Linked DNA regions of Gossypium hirsutum: region 1 is linked to region 2. The links are chromatin contacts, called in public Hi-C maps. All regions are on one chromosome and are shown on one strand. The core of a region is the stretch at or near the end of the contact, and the rest is flanking DNA. Distances in the headings are between cores, read along the strand shown. Region 1 has its middle 11 kb from the start of LOC107954494. Region 2 has its middle 22 kb from the start of LOC107954490.

Region 1 (6,531 bases), core at 533-3,032, 63 kb after region 2:
CTCACCATGCAATTTCTGAAAAAACCTAATTACCTTAGGCTGGAGCCTCTCATCCTCAAAAATCCAATCACCCTCCTCATTCTTCAAAGTAGAAATTTTGTTATAATTTATTCTTTGAATCGTACAGGAGTGAAAAAATTTAGTGTTTCGATCTCCAAATTGTAACCAATTATGGAGGACACATTCTGATTCCTCCCTTATCTGATTTTTCATATTACTTAAATGCACAGAGTCATAATTTTCTAAAGCTCTTTGAACATTAGATAATTTATGCATCAAATTTCTCTTGTGCATCACAATATAACCATACACAGAACGATTCCAATCTTTAATGTCATTAGTAAAGAAATTTAGAGAATTAGCCATGTTACCTTTAAAGCACCATTTCTCCTTAACAAAGGCCGAAAATTTAGGATGTTCAACCCAACCAGTGAAGAACCTAAACGGGCGGCCTTTAGGTAAGGTAACATTAGGCTTAAGAAAAAGCAACAGGGGTCTATGATCCAACTTAATTCTCGACAAATGAGTGACGAAGCAGTTCAAGAATGAACACAACCAAACATCATTACCAATTACCCTATCAAGTCTTTCAAACAGTCTACCTAACTGCCAAGTAAAAGGGTGGCCTCTAAACCCTATAACCTGAAAATTAAACATCTCAAGAAAATCATTAAAAAGATGACAACCTTTCCGAACTGTACGCCATCCTTTTTTGTCACTAAAAGAAAGTAAAGCATTAAAATTGCCAACAGCTAACCAATGGGTGTTACCTGTCAGAATAACAGTTGATAGATCTTTCCAAAGCTTCCTCTTTTTTTGTCTATATGGGCTTTCATACACAAAAGCAATGTGAACAGGCAAAACATAATTAACCTTAAGAACATGAATAGAAATGAATTGGGGATTACTACAAATAATTTCAACAAAAATTGAGTCTTTCCAACCAATCTAAATGCCTCCAAAGAATCCAATAGCCTCCACCCTATGAGAAAACTGAAAACACAAACTTGAAATAATTTTATCAACTTTGAAATCGCTTACCCTCATCTCCAACAAACTCACAACATCGAGATTATGCTCTCTATTTTATGCACAAAAAACTCTAGGAAAATTCAGACTAGCACAACCCTGGCAATTCTAAGAAAAACTATCAAATTCATATATAAAATAGATGAGAAAAGAAGCCACCTTACATCTTAGAGCCCCAAAACTCTAGTTTTTACATTTCTTCCGAAGCGTCAATGTGGGTGTTAATTAACTCAACTAAGGAACTCATAGAGTCAGACAACGGAACATCAGTAGTACAAGTCAATTTAAAACTATCTTTATGGTTTTGAATGGTCTGATTAAGCTTTCTACCGTTTCAACTTGTTCCACCTTTGTCGTTTAAATCCCGCGCTTTAAGAATAAACACTACCTTTCCAACCCCATCATCTCCTCCGATCCCCTAAACTTGACCTTTCTTAGAATTAGAATCTTTCTTAAAAACTACAGCCGAGTGCTTCCTAAGATCTAAAACATTTCCATCTAAAACCACCATCACTCATTCTGATTCTTCAAATGTGGGATTGAAATGAGTAATCATCATGTTAGGGTTATTTCAAGAATTGGAAAACTTTGAAGGGTCACTAAGTGAATTTTCTAATTTTTTATCAACCCCGAAATCGGCCACTGGCAATTTGGATACATTATGCTGCGAATGTGGCCCAGAATGAAAACCAACAGTCTTTTCACCTAGTTTTTCGGCCGAAGGTAACCCAGCAGAGGAAGGCCCAACCACAAATTTACTTGGCCTATTACGTTTGGTCTGCCACTTGGCTAACGTCTAAGCCAGTTACCCAACAGACCTCAAGCCCAGATCTGTTTCTTTTTGAGTTTTCGGCCCAAACTCGTTGACCCATTTAAACCGAATCTCCCCAAATTTGGACTTGCGACCTGCACCATTTGTGAGAGAACCAGGACCTCCTCCAACCTTGTTATGACCTATAATTTCCTTTATTTTCCTAAAATCCCCTTTAGGCCTGGAGCCCGCTTCAAAAAAAACCATTACCCAAATCATTATTGAGTCCCTCAAATTACCAACTATACCATTCTTAAAACCTTCCATGCTTTTCCCCGAAATTCGCGTAGCTATTTTTCCATTATCTTTTAATTTTTCACTTACACCCACCGAAATCCTCTCATCCCTTTCTTATTTCCTTAATTCCAAATTCTCTAATCCCTTCAATGCCGCAAATCTTGATCCCAAAAATTCATTTTCTGTATCTCCCTCCCTCTGATTTCTCAGATCCTTCAGTCGTTGTCGAGATTTTCGCTCCACCACCATCCACGGTCTGAACGTCGGCCCCTCACCCTCAGTCGTCGATTTCGGTAACTCTAAATTACCACTTATTTTTCCGGTCTCATTTCCTTTATCAGACACTGGCGATGGACACAACTCTTTTAGATGTCCATATTTTCCACACGAAAAGAAAATGGTAGGTAGAGCCTCATATTCAATCCGTTGTAGTTCTCCATTTACCAGCACTTGAGAAACCAAGGGTTTGTCAAGATCAACGAAGACGACCATTCTCGCAAATCGACCCCTGGTTTTGCTATTTTTATTGAAGTCAAATTTGACCACTTTATCCACCAACCCTCCAACTGTTTCCAAAATTCTTCTTTTATGCATAAATCTCGGGGGGGCCCGACAGCTTGATCCACACCAACACCATACTCGGGTAAGGTTTCTTGGGATTAAAAGATTTTGTCCAATGCTGAATAATGAGGTATTGGCCATATATGATCCAAGGTCCTTGCGAAAGGGCGACACACTAAAGTTTGGCCAGGTAGTGACCATTCTCAATATCCATCAAATGGAATGGTTTTGATGGGCGCCATAAACTACTGATTCGATTATACAAGGCGACATAACCAATATTTCAGCCTAACAGCTTCAAAACCACCATTGTTCCATATCCTTGAACAAGATCTGTTGTATGCGATCCGAAAACTCTATAATAGTTTTTTTGAACATCGCCTTCTAGGAATTCAAAATCTTCAGTACATTCGACTTCAGATGATCGAGATCCTTCTTCTTGTTCCGAAACCCCTATCCCAATTAACATCTGTCTCCATGAAACCTTTGGTTGCGAGTCCAAATCCACAACCATGTCAACATCCGCATCACCATCTCTCTCTCTTTAAATCTCACATTTTTGGTTTCCTGGTCTAAAGAAGAAGCCATATAATGAAATTAAGCATTGACACCCATAAACATCTATTAAGACAATGGAATTGTTCGCCCAAAGTTAACAATTATTAAGCCTTGACACCAAGCAAAATCAATGGGAATGTTTAAATTTAAAATTAATGTTATACTTGGTAATTTTTTTACACAGCATAGTCATAAGGAACTCATGTATATGATTATTCAAACGGAAATTTAGTGTTTGATTAAGTTAATTTTAAGCATTTAAATGCAAAATTATATTACTATTCAATTTTCATGCGACAAATAACAACATTTAAATTATGTCACATTAGATTATTTTTTAAAATTGCAACTTTATATTACTTATATATATAGTTATAAATATGATTTTGTTATAAAATAAAATTGAAAACAGTTGAGAAAAAAAATCATAAATATTTATGAATTTGGAGGAGGTGCCAAGAAAGAGTTAAATAGATATTTAACCCTTTTTCATTTATTTACTATAGTACATATTTGGTTCTAAAAAAACAAAACGAAGTACTCTACTTTATTGTTTGTAAAGGCTTAAATATAAATTTGAAAACAAATTAATTTATATGTATTTATACATATTTAAATAAATAAACTTTTTGTGCGTGAGCAAAAACTATTTTTTATAAAATAAAATAAATTTTGAGTTCAATTTCTTAGTAAAAATTTAGGAATAAACTATTTTGGATGGTTTGAAGATACAAGTGGCATGCATGTCAAACCACTTTAGTTTCTGTTATGCCATTCTAAAAATGTAAACCCATAATTTTTGGCATAGTCAACAATCAAAAGCAAGAGTCAAACTCATTAGGACATGGTGAGAATCAAAAGCTAGAGCCAAACTCATTACTGATTTTTGTCAAACTAGAAATCAAACAAGTTGGCTGTGGTCAAAGCAGGAACCTAGATTTTTGCTGATAATAAAAATGAAAGACAAGTTCCGATATTGCATGCAGGCCTTTGTTTACCTATAAACAGGGCTCCAACCCCCTACTGTTTTGCGTCGCAAGTTGCCTCCTCTCCTCCTTCATTTTAAACAAAAGATTAAAGGAAAGGTTGAAAAAAACGAAAAAAAGAAAAGGGTTGAATATTGGAACACAAAGATTTCCCTCTCCTTGATCTTGTGCTTTGCCAAATACCCTTTTTCTTGTCCAAATGGAATGGTCTGCAGCATCTGCTACTAAAGCATATCTTGAGACTCTCCAATTGGTAATTAAGCAACTTCTTCATTTTTTTCCTTTTTATAGTCATATTTGGAATGTTAATAGAAATATTTCGTTGATGCTTGTATTGAAGCAATGGTTAGCATGTAGCAATCACATGTTTTATTATTATTATTATTATTATTATTATTATTATTTGGATGTAATGATGTAACTTAGTTGTATTCCAACTAAGTTTGTTAGTGTAGTAGGTGGTGATTTATTTTAAGTGGATGTAATGATGTAACTTAGTTGTATTCCAACTAAGTTTGTTAGTGTAGTAGGTGGTGATTTATTTTAAGTGGATGTAATGATGAAACTTAGTTGTATTCCAACTAAGTTGTCAAGTTATAAGCTTGTATAAATAGGCTTTATGCCATTTTAAAAAAAATATGAATGAATTCAATCACGATTTCATCCATATACTCTCTATTTTAGCTTTGCTTAAAATTTATTTCATTTTTCTTCTTTGTTTCTGCCGCAAGTCTCGATTCTTGCTCGGCAAGCTTTTTGTTGAACCTTGCTATTTGTTGCACTTAGCTCCAACAATTGGTATCAAGAGCCTATTTCTTAAGGGATCTGTTATACAAATTCATGGCTTCATCAAGCTTTTCACCAGCTGCACCTCAAGTCTTCAATGGAGAAGGCTACCACATATGGGTGGTTAAAATGAAGACCTACCTACAAGCTTTCGATCTGTGGGAGGTAGTCAACTCAGATGTTGAACCAGAGCCACTTAGAGGCAATCCAACAGTAGCTCAAATCAGGCAGCATGCTGATGAGAGGACCAAGAGGCACAAAGCCATGTCTTGCATCCAGAACTCAGTGTCAGATGTGATTTTCACAAGGATTATGGCCTGTGAATCACCAAAACAAGCCTGGGACAAGTTGCAAGAGGAGTTTCAAGGGACAGAGAGGACAAGGCAGCAACAGTTGCTGAACTTAAGGAGAGATTTCGAGAATTTGAAGATGAAGGAAGAAGAAACTATCAAGCAGTACTCTGACAGGATTATGGCTGTGGTTAACAGCATTAGGCTCCTTGGAGAGCAGCTCAAGGAAGCTAGGATAGTGGAGAAGGTTATTGCAACTCTGCCCGAGAGGTATGAGGCAAAAATCTCATCTCTCGAGGACTCAAGGGACCTGTACACCATCTCCCTGACAGAGTTGATCAATGCTTTATATGCTCAAGAGAAAAGAAGAGCAAGCAGACTGGAGGAGCATCAAGAAGGTGCCTTTCAGGCAAGAACAAACACTGCCTACAAAGGCAAGAAGGCCTGGAGAGACAAGCCAAGGACTGATGTTGCAAGAAAAGAGGGTCAGACTTGCAAGCACTGCAGAAGGGCTGGTCATCCAAAAGAAAACTGCTGGTTCAATCCAGATGCTGTATGTCAGCATTGTAAAAAGAAGGGTCATGTTGAGAGAGTCTGCAAGAGCAAGGCCAAATCAAGGCAGAGTCAGTTTCAACAGATGAAAGCTGAGGCTCGAGTAGCTAAGGAGGATAGTGACCAAGAGGAGCAAGTCTTTGCTATGTTATGCTCAGCTGCTCAAGAAAGGTTCTCATATGGTTGGCTTCTAGACAGTGGATGCACCAACCACATGACACCTGATGCTGCAATCTTCAAGTCTTTAGACAGAAGCTGCAGAACTAAAGTCAAGATAGGAAATGGACATTTTATTCAAGCTGAAGGCAAGGGTGATGTGCTGATATGCACCCCCACAGGTGCCAAAGTGATTTCAAATGTGCTTTTGGTGCCTGAAATTGACAGAAACCTACTCAGCATAGCTCAGTTGCTGGAGAAAGGTTATTCTGTTGTGTTCAAAGACAACCAATGCCAAATCAATGATCCAAGTGGATCCAAGCTGATGGCAGTTCCTATGGCTAATAAGAGCTTTGTAGTTGACTGGACCAGGGAGTCAAACATTGCCTACACAGTTACATCAGATGAATCCAAGCTTTGGCATCAAAGACTGGGACATGCCAACTTCAGATCGATGGCTCGAATGGTCAGAGAGGACTTGGCTGAAAACTTCATCAACTCAGTGGATCATGATGATGTGTGTGAAGTGTGTCAGCTAGGAAAGCAGGCCAGACTCCCATTTCCC
Region 2 (6,778 bases), core at 2,187-4,686:
CAAAGTGGGGCAACTGGATTGGTTATGTTCTCCTCCCTTTCACCATTGCGAGAAGGGATGATCCATTAGATTATGTTCGTGATGCTAAGGCCACAATAGACAGAAAGAAACGCTCCCTTGAAGCTATATTCACTTTCTCCATTGCTGAGTTAGCACTCAAGCTTTTTGGCGTTAAGGTCAATTTCAATCTTTCTAATTATTCTTTAGTCTTAGTTGCTTCACTGATTTGTCCAATGCTGAAAACAGACGGCAAGTGCTTTGTCCCATAGAATTTTGTCTCATACAACAATGTGCTTCTCGAATCTTGTTGGACCACTTGAGGAAATTGGGTTTTACGGTCATCCCATGGCTTTCCTTGCACCTAGCTCTTACGGTCAACCCCATGTAAGTGTTTCATTCGAGAGCAGCTACAATGTCGTCCAGTTGATGTTGATGGGCCGATTAATTGGTTGCTGATGTGATGACTGAAAATTGCAGGCATTGATGATCAACTTCCAGAGTTATATCGACAAGATGACAATTGTTGTATCGGCAGATGAAGGAACAATACCCAATCCTCACCAGCTATGTGATGACATAGTGGATTCACTGAGGCTCATCAAGCATGCAGTGGTGACTAAGGGGCTTGCCTAGAAAAGAGAAACGTACCGCCTCTTTTGTAAACTGCAATTAGCTTCAGGATTATGCAGTGACAGAAGTTCTATAGTGTTTTTATGACCAAGTTCATATACGTTGAGGTGACCTTTTTGCATGCTAGGAACCAACTGGGAATCATTTGAATGTTTTCAAAATTTGATGTTATTTTATTGCAGACTAATAAAAAGTAAACCATAATTTTAATCATTTAATTTTTAATTTTTTTTTATGTAAATTATCTAATTTCGAAAAGATTATACACTAATATTTATATAATATATAATATTTATTTTAACATTACAAAATTTCATGTTTTGGTTATAAATTCTTGATTTACTGATGTAATCTATAACAAATACCTAAATTTATTTGAAATTTGAATAGTGGATATCAAATATTCCAGTAGTTTTGGTATAACTACAAAGAAGTAAAATATATTTTTAATTTCATATTTTAATAAAAAAATTTAATATGTATAAATTTCATATACCATTAGTTAATAATAAGATTTAAAAATAGATATACATAACTTTATTTTAATATAATTTTAATCTCATAGTTTAATAAAATGTGAACGAAACTTTTATATTATTAATATTAGTGCGTTAATTGATAATTAATTTTAATATGCGATCAAGTTCAAACCTAATTATCATTGAAAATTATTAATAAAATATGGCAAACTTTATAATTAAAAATTAAATTTATAATAATAAATGATTGAGAAAAACCAGATAATTAACATTTCATTGTAATAAAAATGTCATAATAATACTATCCATAGATACAAAATTATGACGTTATCTTTGTTTTAGGCCGGGCCCATAAAATGAGCTTGATATCTTATCCAAGTCTATATATATATTTATATTTAATGGAAAATGGTTATTATTATTATTATTAGCTAGCTTGTGAGGTCCGTTTTCATTTCAGCCTCATTTGCCTCATGTGTTTTTCATTTTATATTTTATACCTAATTGTGAAATTCACTTTTATTTCATTTTTTTGTGAGGCTCTTCAACTTGTTCTTTTTCTTTATCAAATTGTTATGAATTTTAACCATTTGATTTTTTTTATTTATTTTTGTTTCATTCAAGAAAATGTTGGAAATAATTAGATTTTACGTCTTTGCACGTTTTTTATTACACAAGCAACGTAGGAAGAGAGACTTAAATGTGTCCAGGACTTATGATATTGACTTGAGCTTTAAAATTATTAAACCGCCATGAATTTCCTTTTCTAAGTATGGTTATTTTGGTTTTTAAGTTAAATTGTTGTTATTTTTATTTTGAAATTAAAAATGAAATGGGGACTAGAATTCTTTTATCTTAAATTTTAAAAATTTGAAATTGGATTAAGTTAGATTTTGTTTAATTTAATTAAAATTTTGAAATTTTGGTAGGGGAGGTTTTTGAAAAAAATAATGAAATCCATTTTTTTTTAAAAAAATAAAATTATTTTTAGAAAATAAAATAAAAAATTTGGCTCCAATTATTTTATTGGACTAAAAATTGAAAGAATGTTTAAATTTTAATATGTTTTTTCCTCAATGCCCATATCAATTCTAAATTGTTTTTAAGGCCAGAAGTGTCAGTCCAGTCTGAGGCCCAATCTTATTTGCATCCCCTTTTCTTTTAAGCCCAATCTATTTCAATTAGTCAAAACCAAAAGTCTATTTTCATATTTCAATGTCCACGACAGGGTTAGAAGCCCTAATTTTCCGACTGTCGCCAGTGTCAACACACAAAAGGAGAAAGCTAACCACTTTTTCAGCCAAATCAATTTCAATAGATTTTTGCACGAAAACATATCAAAACAAGTTTTTTTTAGTCAATCTAATACATGATCAGAAGCAGAACCGTTGTGGACATTTTTGGACTCTAAGCAAAACAATAAAATGGGATTAAAATTTTTTTTGAGGAGCCCTTAAAAATTTAAAAATAATATTTTGTACCCTTTCAACCTTGGACCTTGAGTAATCACACCCTCTAGACGACCCCATGGCCAGGCCTGATTAGAAGTTAATAATAATTAGTCAAACAATATATATTCACCTGCAAAGAAGAAAAAGAAGTTAGTAGTAGTCAATGAGAGAATCAAGAGTCAATCGGTCAAGAAACGAAATATAAAAATTACACAAAGCATTTCAAGTTCTTCAAAGGTAGAATAAGTCTTCTTTTTTTTCCCTGCTTGTTTTCGATTTTTTATTTTTGTATGGATGAATAAAAGGAAGAGGGGAGCTCTGATGAAGGTGGCTTCACAGGATGTCGACGATCTTCACCCACTAGCACGCTTGTAACTCAAGTTTCGTAGAATACAAAAACCAAAAAGAATAAAAGAGAGAGAAAGTTCTCAAAAAATTTTCAATGTAAAAAGAGAGTAAAACGAAAATTGAAAACAAAAAAGTTCTACTTTTATTTTTCAAATAAAAAAGGTAATAATTGTGGCAATACCATTATTTATCTGGATATTACATTTTAATAAATTAAATATTGAAATACCATTATTTATTAAAAGGGTGTTTGAAATAATACAAATGGGTAAAGGGAGAAAGATGGGCAGCTCCTAAAAGATTTATGATACTATCATTAACACATCATTACAAAATGATGTGTTTTCAAAAAAATTTTAAAAGGTGGAGGAGAAGTGATTAGTGGTTTATTTAATTCAAAAAAAATAAAATAAAAAAGACTAGCTGTTGAGAAATCAACTTGCATCGGGACTTGGAGGACTGCCCGTAGGCGGTGGAGGCAGGCGACACCGCTAGCGTCCATGTGACCACTCGGTAACGGGGTGCCAACAAAACCTGTTGTATTTTATTTTATTTTATTTGCTTATATAAGAGGGATTATGGACTAGAGGTGCTCATGGACCGGGCCCAAAAAATTTTTTAGCCCATGTTCTAGGCTCGGGCCTGACCTGAAATATGTGCTTGAAATTTTGCCCAGGCTTGGCCCGGGAAAAAATTTCTAAGTCCGAGTCCGGTCCGGTCCGGCCCGGCCCGGCCCATTTTTTTAATAAACACCAAATTTTTTTAAAAAAAGTATTTTAAAAATATTTTAAAAATAAAAAAAATATTTTAAAAATATTTTAAAAATAAAAAAAATATATTTATTATATTCGGGCCCGGGCCAAAAAAGTGGTGCTCGAGGCCCAACCTGTTTTCTAAACGGGCATCGTTTTTTTGCCCAAACTCATATTTCGGGCCTATATTTTTATTCGAACCCTCCCATATTTTGGGCAGGCCGTCGGGCCGGGCCGGACCGCCCGGCCCATGAGCACCTCTACTATGGACCATCGTTTGGAAAAAGAAAAAACATTTTGGTTAGTTTTGTTTGGTTATGTTAAATTTTTTTTTTTTGGTTTGTTTATTTTATAAATGTGTTAATTTTTTTGGTTTTTTATCTTGTAGAAAGGGTGTGTTTGAAAGGAAGACATGTATATTTTTAACTTTGTCTTAATTTTTGTTTTTTATTTTGTAATTTAAATGAAAATAACAATAGAAAGTGTATTAGTTTAATTTTTTTTTGTTATAATTTATTTGGTAGAGAAGTTGTTTTCAAGAAAGGGAGCAAGTATAATGACATTAATTTTGTGGATAGTTTTTTTTTAAAACGTAAATAACAATAGTTTGTTTAGTTGATTTTTTTAACATTAATTTTTTTTTTAATTTTTTGTTCTTAATATATGGTCCCATTGTGTTGAGATTATTGGAAATTTTATTTTGTTATTTACGTAACTAGATGATTATTATGTTCAAGAATGTAATACAAAAAATTAATAACTGAAATGGTATGTTCAAGAGATTATTTATCAAAACAGTACGTTTGTTACAAAAATAAATACCGCAATAGGTTTAAAAAATAAATACCGAAATGAGTTATTTGCTTGAAATTTTTATAGTGATCCATTTTGTAATTAAGTTTTTTTTTATTGTGGTAAAAGAATTGTATTTTACAAATGTTGAATAATGTTATGTAATAAAAAAATTGTTATAGGATAAAAAATGAAAAAAAGAGAGATGGTTTTGAAAAATAAACGATCGACTTACATTACTGTATCCCAACTTATGTTGTTATTGACTTTTTTTATCTGTGTAAAAATATTAGTAATTCTTAAAAAAAAAATTAAACAATACAAAATTTATTTTTTGTTATTTGTTAATGCGATAATTAAATTTTCTGCGTGAAAATGCAGATATCAGAGTTGCTTCTTTGATCACAGAAATGGATCATACATCAGATATGATTGATTTATTGATAATAAAATTGTTATTTGTTATGCAATGGTCACTTTATAAGCTTGCACGTAATTTTTTTATGTAATTGGTATACATTAACTATTACGGTTTAATATGTGGTTAGAGTGAGCTTCCTTACTACGTACTGAGGGGCCGTGTCAACGGTGGGGGTTATTTGTCGGATGAACGTATTATGCCATACTTGGAGACATCTAGATTCAGATCGGCAACATTGGTCCGCATGTTCGATTTGAAGTATGACATGATCTTCGTGTTAGTCGAGTGGTGGCGTCCGGAGACCTACACCTTTCATTTGTCATGTGGGGAGTGCACCATAACGCTAGAAGATGTTGCACTGCAATTGGACCTTCCCATCGAAGGTTTTGCGGTCACAGGTTTTATTACATTGTTCGATCCGAAGACCTTTTGTGATGACATACTAAGGCGCTTGCCTAGTGCCGGTGGTGATAAATTAACGACTTTGAGATTTTCATGGTTGAATGCAAACTTCGAATATTTACCAAATAATACCATTGAGCAGGATTTGATGTGCGCCGCTCGAGTGTATATAATGCATCTCATAGAGGGAATACTCATGGTAGATGCTAATAATAACAAGGTCCACTTGATGTTCTTGCCCCTGTTGCAGGATTTATATGCTTCCTGTTCGTGTAGTTGGGGTTCAGCAGTACTGGCTACATTGTGTCGCGAGCTTTGTCGGACAACAAAATACCATACCGTGGACATAGGCCATTTCTTGGTATTGCTGCAATCCTGGGCGCTTTATAAGATGCCATTCTTGGCACCAGTTAAGCACTAAGCATATGTCTTCCCACTCGTCAATAGGTGATAAAATTTAACAATCACAACAAGAATTTTGCTTTGTCCAATATGGAAAATTGTTCTAACAGGTTTAAATTTTTTGTAGATGGAGTACTTTTCCAGGTATCGGGAGGTCATATATGCTTCCCATATGCCGATAGATGGTCGAAACACACGCCGAGGCCAAGGTAATTTTTTATTAATATTTAATACATGTTATTAATTGTGTTACTACCTTCATGGTATTTTAATCGTGTTACTATCTTCATGATATTAATTGTGCAGTTCATCTGGCTGCCGTACTCATTACCAAATGTTGTGCAAGTTATTCCCCCGTCTGCTCACATCCATTCACACTTGTGGTGCATTAACGTACTATTGTTGAATTTTCAAACGATTGAGTGGTATAACGGGGACTATGTATTGCGACAATTCGGGTGTGTCCAACATATTCCAGATCCTCCACAAAGATTGGGGGTTGTTGTAAACGGAATTAACAAAATGCGAAAACACAACAAGAATTGGGCATTGGAGCATGAAAAATTTACTATATTGTGGAACAAACGGATAGGGCGGAGACCTCAGATAGATTATTAGTAGCTCGATAGAACAAACCAAAAACACCAAGAAGGGAGTGAATTGGCCTTTTTAAGTAATGGTAGAAGTAAAGAGAGAAAATTAAAACTATTGACACAGATTTAGAGTTGTTCGACCCCAATTGCATACTCCACTACCTTAGCTTTCCACCACTAATGATTTTTTCAAATTAACTAATTTGTTCAACATTTGAGGACAATGTTTAACCTTACAACTCTTTAAGATTTCTACCCCAAATCTTTAATGATATGTTTAATTTTTTTAAAATTTTTTTAAATCGTAAAAATTTGTACGAATTTAGCAATGACCGGTGAATTGATTCGTCTTGATAACATGCGCATATACGTCGAACAAATGAAAATGGTAAGTATTAAATTTATTTTTTAAATATTATTTAAGATTTTTTATTTATGGATTTTTAAATAATTATTAATTTATTATTTGTTATAAAAGTCTGTAGATCGGATATCAGAATGCTATATC

The links. A called contact is a pair of places that touch in the nucleus more often than the background predicts.
Region 1: a contact with region 2 is called in a Hi-C map of leaf, with 1.7 times the contacts expected there. The contact joins two enhancer-like sites. A contact is called at or near these places in 8 of 34 Hi-C or Micro-C datasets (leaf and stem).

Annotation. Positions count from the first base shown.
Region 1 is chrD07:23,012,334-23,018,864 of Gossypium_hirsutum_v2.1, forward strand. It overlaps the pseudogene LOC121219098. Among protein-coding and RNA genes, the nearest start is that of LOC107954494, 11 kb to the right of the region's middle. Within about 2 kb of position 1,783, at least 8 of the 9 cell types and tissues checked have an H3K27ac peak or open chromatin away from gene starts, as enhancers often do. A contact at or near this core is called in leaf, where this site is marked.
Region 2 is chrD07:22,947,450-22,954,227 of Gossypium_hirsutum_v2.1, forward strand. It overlaps the pseudogene LOC121219097. Among protein-coding and RNA genes, the nearest start is that of LOC107954490, 22 kb to the left of the region's middle. Within about 2 kb of position 3,437, at least 2 of the 9 cell types and tissues checked have an H3K27ac peak or open chromatin away from gene starts, as enhancers often do. A contact at or near this core is called in leaf, where this site is marked.